Linked DNA regions of Mus musculus: region 1 is linked to region 2. Evidence: chromatin contacts called from public HiChIP or PLAC-seq data. All regions are on one chromosome and are shown on one strand. The core of a region is the stretch at or near the end of the contact, and the rest is flanking DNA. Distances in the headings are between cores, read along the strand shown. Region 1 holds the start of 2700069I18Rik (RIKEN cDNA 2700069I18 gene). Region 2 has its middle 260 kb from the start of Hnf4g.

Region 1 (6,141 bases), core at 2,895-5,394, 1.5 Mb before region 2:
CACAATCCAACTTGAAATCCATTATTGTTTCAGAACAATATAGCAATTGTGCCTAGCTGATCTTTGCCAGCTCAACAAGCTCCTAAGTTGACAATTTGCATATGTTAATATAATTAAGCACTAATTACATGAAACTTGTACATATTCACATGCACTTTCCCTGGGCACTTCTCAGTTTGAACCATGGCCAAGTCTTTAACCCTTAGAATGTTTTTAGTGAGGGGGGAAAACTGCAAAACAAAACCCCCAAAACCCTACACTGCCTATGGGGACAGCTCCTAGACAGACACAGAAAAACTCTTCATTTATGAATACAAGGCCTAACCTGGGTTCTCCTATTTCTAGCAACAATAACAAAAAATATTTAGTGAGTATACTAGAGATCCTGGATAAGATGAAGACAGGGCTGTCAGTTAGAAGAGTAGCTAAAGGATCCTAACAAGTGTCTAATACAGGAGAGCGATCACATTCATTTCAATAAAGTGTTAAGGAAGATTCTGCACCATTGACACTGTCAAACCTTGGGAGATAAAAATGGTTTGATAACAGTAAAAATAGAAACTAGAGAAGGAAAAAGGAGACAGAAGCAACTAGTGAGCTTTACATAAATACATTCAGAGGCAATTAAGCAATGTTAATTACTATAACAGCCGTTAATTGAATATAATTAGATATTTTAAGCCAGTGAATAAAGTATAGTTAAGATTAATTTTATTGAGATTAATTGTAAATAAGGATAGATTAATTCTGTGTTTTGACAGGCATAAAAAGTAGTTCTGCAAATAGGGCAGGAACATGGCTACCAGCCCAAAAATCATAGATTATTTTAATGTCACACCTCAGATCATCTCCTCAATAAATACAATTTTTTAAACCCAAATAGACAGGAGTCTTTAAGAAAAAACAAAAAGCAACAACAACAAAAACAGCTTGCAGAGATTAAAGAGCCTTTTGTCCATTTTCATATGCATTCTTTTTAACAGACTAAATTAGGCGAGTCTGGTATACTTTTTTAGGAAGGAACATTTCACACTGAATGGAAAAAATGTTCTATCACATATGAAATTCTTGCAGCTGTGCAGAACTTTGTCCAGATGGTTTAAGACTATAAAACAGGATCAAATGATAGGCAGTAGGCCTTCTGAAGATTTTATGATAAAGACACAGTCTTTTATTTCAACCTTCCCCTCATTTCTACTTTGTATTTTCCAATCAGTATACATATTTTCAGATGTAACTGTGATTCTCCAAGAGAGTCCAAAGCCACATTGCTCCTGCTAGGTGTTAGAAAGTAAACATATAGCAGAAAGGAAGGAGACCCCACTTAGTAGAAACCAGCTAATCATTTAGTCAGAAACCTCAATGATAGCTATGAGATCAGTGCACGCAAATGACAACATTTGATTATTACTGTGAGACACAATAATTTCTAAAAGAACTTCTTAGGAAAATGTTGCTACATGAAAACTCTCTTCCTCCAAATACTTTCACACAAGGCTAATTTATGCATAGTGTTTTAGAAAATCAACACAGTCCACAAGAATGCTGAACAAATCACTACTAAGAAAGGGACATCAATTGATTTTGAAATAAATCAATGTGATTAACATAATATTTTTAAAGCAGCAGAATGTATATATCATGCCCAAATACATATATATGTATATATATATTTCCAATATATCTTAGCTCTTAATCAAATGAGGGCCTTACACTACTGACCCTGGCTCCACACTGCCTCAGAACTTCTGTAGGGCACCTTTAGTCGTTATAACAAAAACCCTAAAATGGTCTGTGAAACAAGACTACGACAAGCCATTCTGCAGTGAAAGGTTTTAAATCATACAGCCTCTTCTAATAGACTTGAGACTTATTGAGGTAGAAACCATAAAAAATGAAGAAGGGAAATTTAATCCCTGAAATATTGATTTGCACATTAATATCATATAGGCAGAGGGCAATTTGGCTTCGTGGAAATGACACATTGTCGACCCTTGGTGAAGTCAGAGCCAATCTAACTGCTGAACATGTCTGAACCTCAAGAGTTATTAAGGGCTTCCCTTCTTGCCTTTATGACTTTTCTTCAGCCTACCAATGCAATCTTAAATGTATTATCTTTAAGAAATAATTGTAAAACCTCAGGGGTTTTCCAGTTAATGGAAGGGAGACCAAACCACATCAGATTCTGAAATGCAACATTAAACCCTTGCAATCAACAAAACCACCTCAATTCTCATCCATCCAATGCTGGATCTAATATTGTTATTATAGATAATCAGATTTCATTGTGTAAATTTAGGCTCATGGTCAGAATGGAAGCAGTAAATTCTTCAATATTAAACAGCAATTTTCTCAGTCTCCTTTCTGTTTCCCCTTGCTGTTGCAGCACCTTTAAAATAATCCAACTAGCTCACAATTAATGAAGAGTTGCACTACTCCTGCCAAAAGCTGCAAAACACTGCAATAGAGCCGAATGTGTTGTCTTGTTTTTATTAAGTTAGAAACTTTCACTTCCCAGATCCAGAGCTACTGTCTCTGCCTTATCCCATAGTGGGTGCTGCTGCTGTGACTTACACAGCCAGTTCACCTGACCTTCCTTTGTTCCTTGGGTACATTTCACTTTTCGATTTATGGTGCAACCCTCATATTTCATTGACCCTATCTCCATTGCTATAAAAAAGGAAAACACTCCAATAAGAGTTTACTTTTTAAATACATGAGCAGCCAGCTATTGAATAAACACACAGCGATGCTCTCTGCAGTTTATGCCATAAATATTAAAACCATTAAAAACAACTGTTTGACCCTTATGATCCATACACTGAAGCCAGGTGCAAGAGGTTAAAACAGCTGGCTAGCCATCTTTTATTTTTTTGTGTTCCTTCCTGCTGCTTGAAACCACAGCCCTTGAACAATATCAAACATTCCCTTAAGGATTTACTTTTTATTTTATTTTATTTTTAATTTGGAAAAAAATCTTCTATTTATTTAATGTGCTTCTTAGTGGAGAAGGAAAACTCTAAAATAGTAACAGATGCAGTGAAATAATCCCCAAATTTCCTTTATGCGTTATTAAAACCCATCCTTTTCAACAAATGTTATACACATTATTCTTTTTATTCTTCATTTAGAAAAGAGAAAATAGCAAAAAGCGAAAGAAAGGAAGAAAGGAAGAAAGGAAGAAAGGAAGGAAGGAAGGAAGGAAGAAAGAAGTCTGAGCTTGCTCCGTCAGTTTTGTCAGTAAACACAAGGTAAAGCAAGTGTGGATGGCAGCAAGTGTTACATACCCGGGCTGTGTTTTTGCTTTGCTCTCAATGGAAGCGATCGATGCCCATGTCACTGTCGCGTCCCAATCGCAGCCAAGTCTCAGCCTTAATCTAAGCACCAACCGAAAAGGCAGCGGCAGCCTCAGCCTCTCCCTGACTCTTCCAAACATTCACCCAACTAAAAATATAATACTACATATGAGGTCTAACCACTCCACGTGTATAGGGATCACGCCACTGAAAATCCAGGAGAAGAAAATTATAAAAAGAGAAAGAAAGAAAGAAAGAAAGAAAGAAAGAAAGAAAGAAAGAAAGAAAGAAAGAAAGAAAGGGAGGGAGGGAGGGAAATGGAAAGGGAAAGGGAAGGAAAGGAAAAAGGGGGAAAAAAACGAAAAAATTAAACCCCTCCTGTTTCCAGTCTCCTCTCTCTCTTCCTCTCTCCTCTCTCTGTCCCGTGTGTGTGTGTCTCTCTCTCTCTCTCTCTCCTTTTGCCATCTACATGATCCTTGATTAAACATGGAACAGAGTTAATAAAGGGTTGGGGGGGGGGTGCTCAAGGAGAGGAAATGCAACTGTCAGAAATCACCAACGCTAGATTTCTTGGTGAACCTGCCTCTGTCTGAGTCAGTGTCAATACACCATCTTCGTCCACTGAACTTGTCTTTGGGTTTTTGTTTGGTGCTGGTGGGGGATGTTGTTCTGTGTGTGCTTTTTGGGGGAGGGGGAAAGTGAAGGCAAGGTTGGGGCTAGAGGTGGGGGGAGTGGGGCGAATGTGTGTTCTGTGAGTGTTGACTGTGAGTGTGTGTGTGTGTGTGTGTGTGTGTGTGTGTGTGTGTTTGGGGGGGGGGTGTCCATGTTTGTGATCTGAACCTTTGGTACCTACAAAGAGGGTGTCTCACCGAAAGGTAGCTAAAACCTCTCCAGAACGGCGCACGGAACTGTGGAGACACAGCGGAAGGCTCCTCTGGAGCCTCATATCTGGGCCGAACCCTAGACCCAGCGCTTCAAGGAGCCCCTCGCTTGGATCACAGGTAACAAAAGAAATAACCAATGCATGGTCTTCTGGGAGAGGGGGCAAGATGGGGGAACATTCCGGAACTTGGCCATCACTGAGGAACTTTTATACAATTATAGAAAAATTTTATTTTATTTTTTCTGATAGAAAAGAGCAAAAGGAATGGAAAGGGACGGAGGGAGGGAGGGGGAAAGAGAGAGAGAGGAAAAAAAGAGAAGAGAAGAGAAGAGAAGAGAAGAGAAGAGAAGAGAAGAGAAGAGAAGAGAAGAGAAGAGAAGAGAAGGGAAGGGAAGGGAAGGGAAGGGAAGGGAAGGGAAGGGAAGGGAAGGGAAGGGAAGGGAAGGGAAAGGAAAGGAGAGAAGAGGGAAGGGGAGGGGAGGGAGAGGAGAGGAGAGGAGAGGAGAGGAGAAGAGAAGAGAAGAGAAGAGAAGAGAAGAGAAGAAAAGAAAAGAAAAGAAAAGAAAAGAAAAGAAAAGAAAAGAAAAGAAAAGAAAAGGAAAAGGAAAAGGAAAAGAAGCGAGACCAGGCTCACTCCAGCCCCTGGTAGCCTAACTGATCATATCAGGTCAGAAGGCATGCTTGGTGCCAGCTGAAGCTGAGGAGGTGAAGTTCATTTGCAGACATGGAACCCTGTAGTGAGTGTGTGTGTGTGTGTGTGTGTGTGTGTGTGTGTGTGTAAAATGCATCAATTCCCACAGTCAGCCACATCTCCTTTACACACACACACACACACACACACACACACACACACACACACACACCCTTGCCCTTTACCAAAAAAGAAAGCAAAGGCTCTTGATCTCCAGCCGCGGGTGTCCTCTTAGTGTGGCGATCAATCCCCAAACCCCGGGGCGAGCTGCCTCCACTCCCAGGTCTGCGGACATAGGCCGGGAGATCCCGCCTCCTAACGGACCTACCAGGTCCGCAGCGCCCGTGCAGCCAAGAGCCGCCAGGGCCTGCCGCTGCCGGCCGCGCTCCGCAGACCGGTGTCTACCTGCAGCCAAGCCCCGCGCTCGCCCATCCTCCCGGGCCCGGCGCCTCGCGCGCACCAGCCCTGGCCTGCCACAGCCCCGCGCAGTGAGTGCCCTTCGGGAACTTGAGAAAGGGTGGAGAAGGGAAAAGGAAGATGAAAAGGAAACCGAGAAGAGTACAGGGGAGGATCAAGGGAGAGGAGAGGAGAGGGGGGCTGCGAGCCCCACCGACCACTGTCCAAACTTTCGGAGAATGTGTGCAGAGGAAACATCATCTCGATGGGGTGCAGGGACGCGGAGCGAGCGAGGACCCCAGATAATGTCCGAGCCGCTGCCGAAATGACAGCTTCGCCGGATCACCAGAGTGTCTCCGGCTCCCGAGGAAAGCAGAACCCGAAAAGACTGAGAAAAAGACAGAAAACTGCTCGGCCGAAAGTCACTTAATACAAAAGTTAAATCTTGAAAAGCATGCCTCCCCCCCACCTCCAGCCCCAATCCCCCCTCCGCCTGTGCCTTCTCCCTCCCTCAGCAGAGCAAATCTTTGAGCCAAAAAAAAAACGGGGGAAAGAGATGGAAAAGGGGGGCAGAGCGGAAGAGGTGGTCGGGATGAGGGTACGTGTGCTAGGGCGAGCGGTAGCAAGCGATCTAGGGGTAGAGAGGCGGAGAGGGAGAGGGAGAGAGAGTGAGCGAAATATCAAAGATTGTGCAAGATCAGGCTGGAAAGATAATCGATACTCGACCTAAATTTAACACAAACTACTCAATAAAAGTTAAAGAAAAAACTTACTTTCCATTTCCCTGCAGTTCCTACTCGATCTTCGCCTCTTTTTTGTTTTGCTTTTATTTTACGTACAGCTGATCACATCCAAGTAAAACGAGAGGGTTCATT
Region 2 (6,085 bases), core at 1,160-3,659:
AACCTACCCACTCCTGCTTCCCTGTCCTGGCATTCCCCTATACTGGGGCATTGAACTTTTATAGGACCAAGGGCCTCCTCTCCCACTGATATCCAACAAGGCCATCCTCTGCTACATATGCAGCTGGAGCCATAACTTTTTAAGAGTAGAAATGATTCCTTGAATTGAACTTCATAGTACAAACAACTTGAATGTTTTCAATTTTTACTTTGCATGGAAAAAAATAAACTTTTATTCAAATCAACTTAAGAAGCAGCTTGACTCACAAGATAAGACTACTGTTTTAAATGCTTGCTTGCATGCTCATCGTATTCATAGAGGAAGAACTGTCATTTATGAACATTTTTATTTAAAGTATAATCTTGGATTTATTCCAAATAACTGTCATCTTAGAAATGTTTTTAACCTGGGCTAGCCACAGGCATGCCCAAGTTAAAGTATTATATCAGCTCACCATAGAATCTGCCCATTGGTCTCAAGAACATTTTATCCATCTACCTTTTTATCACATTTATATTTAATCCATTGATTTCTGTGATTTCCTTTATATCAGAGAGCACGTAAAACACAGGAGAATATGAGTAGCCATATTCATTTAGCAGGAGCCTCCTTCCCATTTCTCTCTCTTTCTAGAAGAAACTCCATTAAGCAAAAGTGCCTCTGGTATTAATATAAAATGATTAGCTGTGAAGAGGAACAGAAAGGCAAGCCTGACATGGAGCCATCTGAGAGTGGAAAGATTACTTAGAGCAAAGGATCAAGAAAAACATGAGTTTAATACGCAAACTTTTAAATGAAACCCAGAACAAGAACTCATGTTAGCAGCAGCTACAAGCCAAATGAGAATAGTAGGCAAATGGTAAAAAGATAAAAAGATAGATAAATGGTAGATAGATGGATGATAGATAGATAGATAGATAGATAGATAGATAGATAGATGATAGATAGATAGACTGTACATAGCTAAATAGATACATTATAAATATGTAAGTTCCTAGATACACTGATACATATATAGATACAGACATATATACATGCATATGGTGAATATATATGTGTGTGTATGTGTGTGTGTGTGTGTGTGTGTGTGTGTGTGTGTGTGTGTGTGTGTGTGTGTGTATACAGATTACTACTAGGCTGCCAGGCTTAAATTACTGTACTCATTGGGATGAGAACACCACTGAAGTATTACAGTTTAATTTTTCCATTTATTTTATTTCTAGTTCTATTTTTGAAAGAATCATTAATTTTTACTCCTTTTTAAAAACTCTTTTGCACTTTGATAGTCTACAATTGTGTTAGAATTAACACTGCTTACAAAATATATTATAAGATCCCATAAACAGCCTAGCCTTCTCACAGACATGTTTTTTTTTTCATGCTAACATATTAGAGATGAGATTTTACTTCAGAAGAAACCACAAACTTTGGACAATGTGCTTGCAAGAACTCCTCAAGGTGATTCAGACCTGAAAGACCCCTCTTTGTGGATTAGCTGTCATAATAGAGGAAGGGGTCATGAAAGCTTCTAATTGTGAAAAGCTGTCAGTAGTGACCCTTACCAGTGATGCCTTACAATCACAATTATTTGGAAAAGTTCTCATAGTGAAATAACAGTGTATATATTATGCTGGAGAGTTTTATGTCTATTTGATACAAGGCAGAGTTATCTGAAAGGAAAGAGCCTCAGTTGAGAAAATGCTTTCATAATATCCAGCTATAAGGCATTTCCTTAACTAGTATCTGATGAATTTATTTCACCAGATTGGAAATTATGGTCATATATTAGGAGACTAGGAAGTTGTTGCTCCCCATTCTTTATTTCAAATGATAATCATAATGGGCTTACACAATTATTTTAACAATTGTTTCATGTCTGTCATATGAATAGGAAACAAAACATAGTAGTAGCTTGCAGAATAAGGATTGGGTAAATAAATAAATAAGTAAATAAATAAATAAATAAATAAACAGTTAACTAAGAAATTGAAAAGTGCTACAATGACAATATTATTATGAGACTAAAGTTTTGAGAAGATTTGATAAAAAGATTAAGGAGGCCTTTGTACCTTTCAGTTAGAACATGACTGAAATAAAGAAACAAGCCCACTCTTCACAGAGACAATGTCTTCATATAAGAGATGTCACTGCTTTAAGGAACAGAAAGAATACTAAGGTAATTGATCACCAATGTCTAATGAGATTGAAGGGAGAAGTGGCATATGATGCCAGACAATTTGCAGTTGGAATTTCATACTAAAATCTGTGTCTGTGAGGCAATATTTGGTAAACATAATGGGACATATGTGATAACTCAATTTATATTGTCATGATCTCAGTCTGAGTAAGGTTCAGATAATGGATGCACATAAAGGGCCAAAGTCCTCAGTAAGACAGGCATACAAAGCAAACAAAAAGCAAACAAAGTCCTAGAGCCCCTGTTTCTGGGCATGTGCATAGGGTGCCATTAGATAGCATGAAACATGAGAGCTGAACTTGTCTTAAGATTTGTGGCAGTGTATGGAGAACTGAGAGAAGTCTGTTAATAGAAAATTAGAAGGAAAATACTAAAGTCTAGTTGGTAGTCAGAACAAGATGTAACTCTTCTCATATGAAGTTCACTGCCTTGATTAAGAAAGATAGAAAGAACCATCTGTTTGGAAGCACAAAAGAACAGCAGTGTTGCTACTAGTTTCTGAAAAATTCTGGCAGTTGATAATTTGCAGTCTTCATTATTTAATACATTACTCCTCCTCAAAGCAGACTGATCTAAAAGCTTTGTTCTAAGGGATCCAGAAAGAACTTCAGGCAAGATAGTAATCCATAAGAGGACAGAAAAATCAACATGACAATGCTTTTGAAAATCTATAAATCACTCTCATGTGGTCACTTACTCTGTTTACTCTCAGCCCAGATTTAATCATGAAAATGTCACCCGACACAGACAACCTCATCATGTGACCTGAGATGAAGAAGGTAAGGGCAAACTACTTCCTTTAATATATACTGGTAATACAATCATAAATTTGACATAAATTATCACCCTGCCACTAATCTTGTTTGGGTTTCAATGACCAGCTCACCAGTGAAATATTCACTTGGCTAGTCAAGGAAGTGATAAGGGGGCCACGGAAATGAATAACGGTTCTAAGAATGATTTGACCTACTTTGTGGTATGGCATGGGAATATCACTCAAATTTCCTATGTCTGATTTGAAGCCAGTGCTGTGAAATGGCCAGGAGCAGAAGTTCCATTTACCGTCCCTGAGGTTTGGACTCTAGAACAAGTCATTGCTCACCATGTAGCACAGGGGTAATTTTCACTGGCGATAAAAGATATATAGGAGCAGAGGCAGAAGATAGTTCATTTAATACCAATCATCTGCCTTTGAAAGCTCCTAATGAGTTCTATTGTTTCAACATCACAGTAAATACTATATTCAGCAGAAGTAGAAAAAGATGTTAAATAGAATAACTGAAAGGTAACCTTAATGATCAACTTTGTGTAGGTCCTCAATGAGGATGAATTGTTTGGAAAGGAGGATTGTTTGCTCGAATTGTTAGGGTAATGTCCTATATATAACAATTAAATATCTTGTAGATATGCTTATATAAAGTAGAATCATGGGTAGATGGGCATTTCTTTTTTTGATGAATAATTACAGTGCCACAAAACAAGAATCGCTTACATTGGATTTTCTTCACCATGTGCTATTATTATAGTACATAACAAGGGGGAATAATCATGAGAAAGAACATGAAATACTCTAATGCAGACAATGACTCCTAAACTTAAACAAAGCTTTCTCCAGTTCAAAACTTGGGAAAACTACATGACCATTAAACCTAATTACTTTCTGTGATGTCTGCCAAATATCTTCTGCATTTTTGGCTATGTATATACCCCAACACTTTCTTTTATCTTCTCCTTATCCTCCTCCAATATGAATTGATTTAAGGATTGCGGATTTTGCAGACTAAAGGTGTCAATAGGTCCCAGAATACTTGTTTATCATGTGCAAGATCCCATTTTAAAACTCCAGCAACAAAGGAAAAATAAAGAGTAGTATCTAAGTTTCCAATACTGAGTAATTATGAGAACAGTATCTCTCCTTATCAATCTTATGACCTCTGGAAGGACAAGGCCTGTGTAAAATCATCATATACAATCATCTTATCTCTGAGAGTGGTAGTGTTTTCATATATTTTGTACCCATCAGAAAACTATTCCCTTAGTGTTTTAACTTACTAAGTATTCATTTAAACTCTGCAAAGCATTATCTGTAGGTATATTAGACAGAAAGCTGTGAGAAAGATACATATACCGTGTCCTCAGACAATAGCTGGCATCATATAGAAGTAGACTTATCAAAAATTACCATTTCCTTGGAGCTCATTTTACCATGCACAAGATTACTAAAAAACTATGGATTATTTCATTTGAAAGAGACCTGAGGGGGATCTAACCCAAGACTTTCTTCTGAATTACAATTAGTATTAACAGATTTACCGACATTCAAACAAATGGGCATGACCAAACACTTTGTCATTTAGGAAATCTACATCAACACTTTTCTGACATAGAAAACATATGCCCATCTGAGTCATGAACTCATAGTCTCCTGTACATGAGAAGTACTATATAATTAGGACTAGTCCTTAAATGAAGTCCTTAATATAAGTACACATATATTAATCCATGTAGGATTCATATCTGTAAATAAAAGGTAATTTGTATGGACTCTTTCAGAGAATTGTCTCCTATAGTTAATCTCTCTCATATTTTCTATATTTCATATTTTCTAAATATGTTGAGATTGATTGAGGATACCATCCTCTTCATCATTAACACAGCTACATTATGCATTTTAGCTTTGTGCATTTCTTCTTTTTGTTCTTCTGTTCCTGCCACTTGCTGCCTGATTATATATATCTGAGAAAAAGCAGGTAGAATTCCCTCCTTGTTCTTTGACATTCCTAATAATTAGTGTCTTTAGTGGATAAAAGTCCCTGAAGAAGTGACTGGAGAGATAACTCCTTGGTTCAGAGCACTGCCTGCTCTTTCAGAGGATGACAGTTTAAATACAGCACCAACATGGTAGCTCACAAATACCTGTAACTCTAGTGTTAGAAAATAGAAGGATTCTCCTGTCCCACTTGGATAATAGATACTCAAATAGTGGACATACAGCCATTCAGACAAAATATCCCTGCACATAAATTAATAAGAATTTGAATGTGTGAAATAAAAATAAATAGAAAAGTGATTACTGCAACAAACTATATGTAACGTCTTAAAAAACCCTGATTTCTGATGCATTTTATAATTTCATTGGGGAAAACAGGTAATAATAGAATTTGGAGCCTGAACCACAAAGCAAACCACTGTCCTACTGTTTATGATTGATTTCTCCTTTTCTCTAAAGAATTTTTTTTTTCACAAATCTCTAGATCAACTCATTTCTTGGGTCTGCCTCTCCTAGGTCACTGTTCTGAGTAATTTGTCATCTCTTGTGTTTATTTACTATTTCCCTAAATACTCATTTAAAAAGTTTCAAATAACATTCAACCAGATTAAAATTGTAGAAGAAAATACGTTTATTAGAAGGGGAAAGGTAAGATGCGAAGTATTTTTAAAAATGGATAATGTTTTCTAAGCCACTTCCAGTGATTCATGATGAAAAATATTTCTTACATTAACACCTCCATCTAAATAGCTTATTTGTGTTAAAACCATGGTCAAAGCACATTCTTTAGTACTACATCATCTTTTAGTATTGACATTCTTAAATTGTGTTGACTTAGTAGCAGTAATCGTCTGTGAAGTCTAACCTTAATAAGTGGGCTGGTATTTAAAATATGCATGTACCCCTCTTGAGTATTTAGAAAGTCATTTGATGTCAAAGGTTAAATACACTGTAGTAGAGAACAAAACTCTTCCAACAGCTTATAGAGTAAATATAGATAAATGGAGACTAGAGTTTTGTCTCTATTCACTTTACCTGTTGGGGGTAAAAGAAATTAAAAATTAAAAACAAAAACAAACAAAACAAAACCAATTCACCTTGCTGTGAATCAGTGTTAA

Evidence for each region. HiChIP or PLAC-seq counts read pairs in DNA pulled down with a chosen protein or histone mark.
Region 1: a contact with region 2 is called in a FOXA1 HiChIP or PLAC-seq map of pancreatic cancer cells. The contact joins the promoter of 2700069I18Rik here to the enhancer-like site in region 2. A contact is called at or near these places in 10 of 39 promoter capture datasets (the 3T3-L1 cell line, 3T3-L1-derived adipocytes, the C10 cell line and 6 more), 1 of 15 datasets of contacts at CTCF or cohesin (the NIH/3T3 cell line), 10 of 484 Hi-C or Micro-C datasets (adipose-derived mesenchymal stem cells, embryonic fibroblasts, embryonic stem cells and 3 more), 10 of 115 datasets of contacts at active chromatin or transcription factors (the NIH/3T3 cell line, astrocytes, craniofacial prominence and 7 more) and 3 of 9 other capture datasets (embryonic stem cells, embryonic tail and embryonic trunk).

What each region holds. Positions count from the first base shown.
Region 1 is chr3:5,218,826-5,224,966 of GRCm38.p6, reverse strand. It overlaps 2700069I18Rik (RIKEN cDNA 2700069I18 gene), which reads left to right and starts at 4,144. Exons shown (of 3, transcript NR_045905.2): 1 at 4,144-4,297. It overlaps Zfhx4 (zinc finger homeodomain 4), which reads right to left. Exons shown (of 11, transcript NM_030708.2): 1 at 6,040-6,141.
Region 2 is chr3:3,761,320-3,767,404 of GRCm38.p6, reverse strand. No RefSeq gene overlaps it. Among named protein-coding and RNA genes, the nearest start is that of Hnf4g, 260 kb to the right of the region's middle. Within about 2 kb of position 2,409, at least 4 of the 459 cell types and tissues checked have an H3K27ac peak or open chromatin away from gene starts, as enhancers often do. A contact at or near this core is called in pancreatic cancer cells, where this site is marked.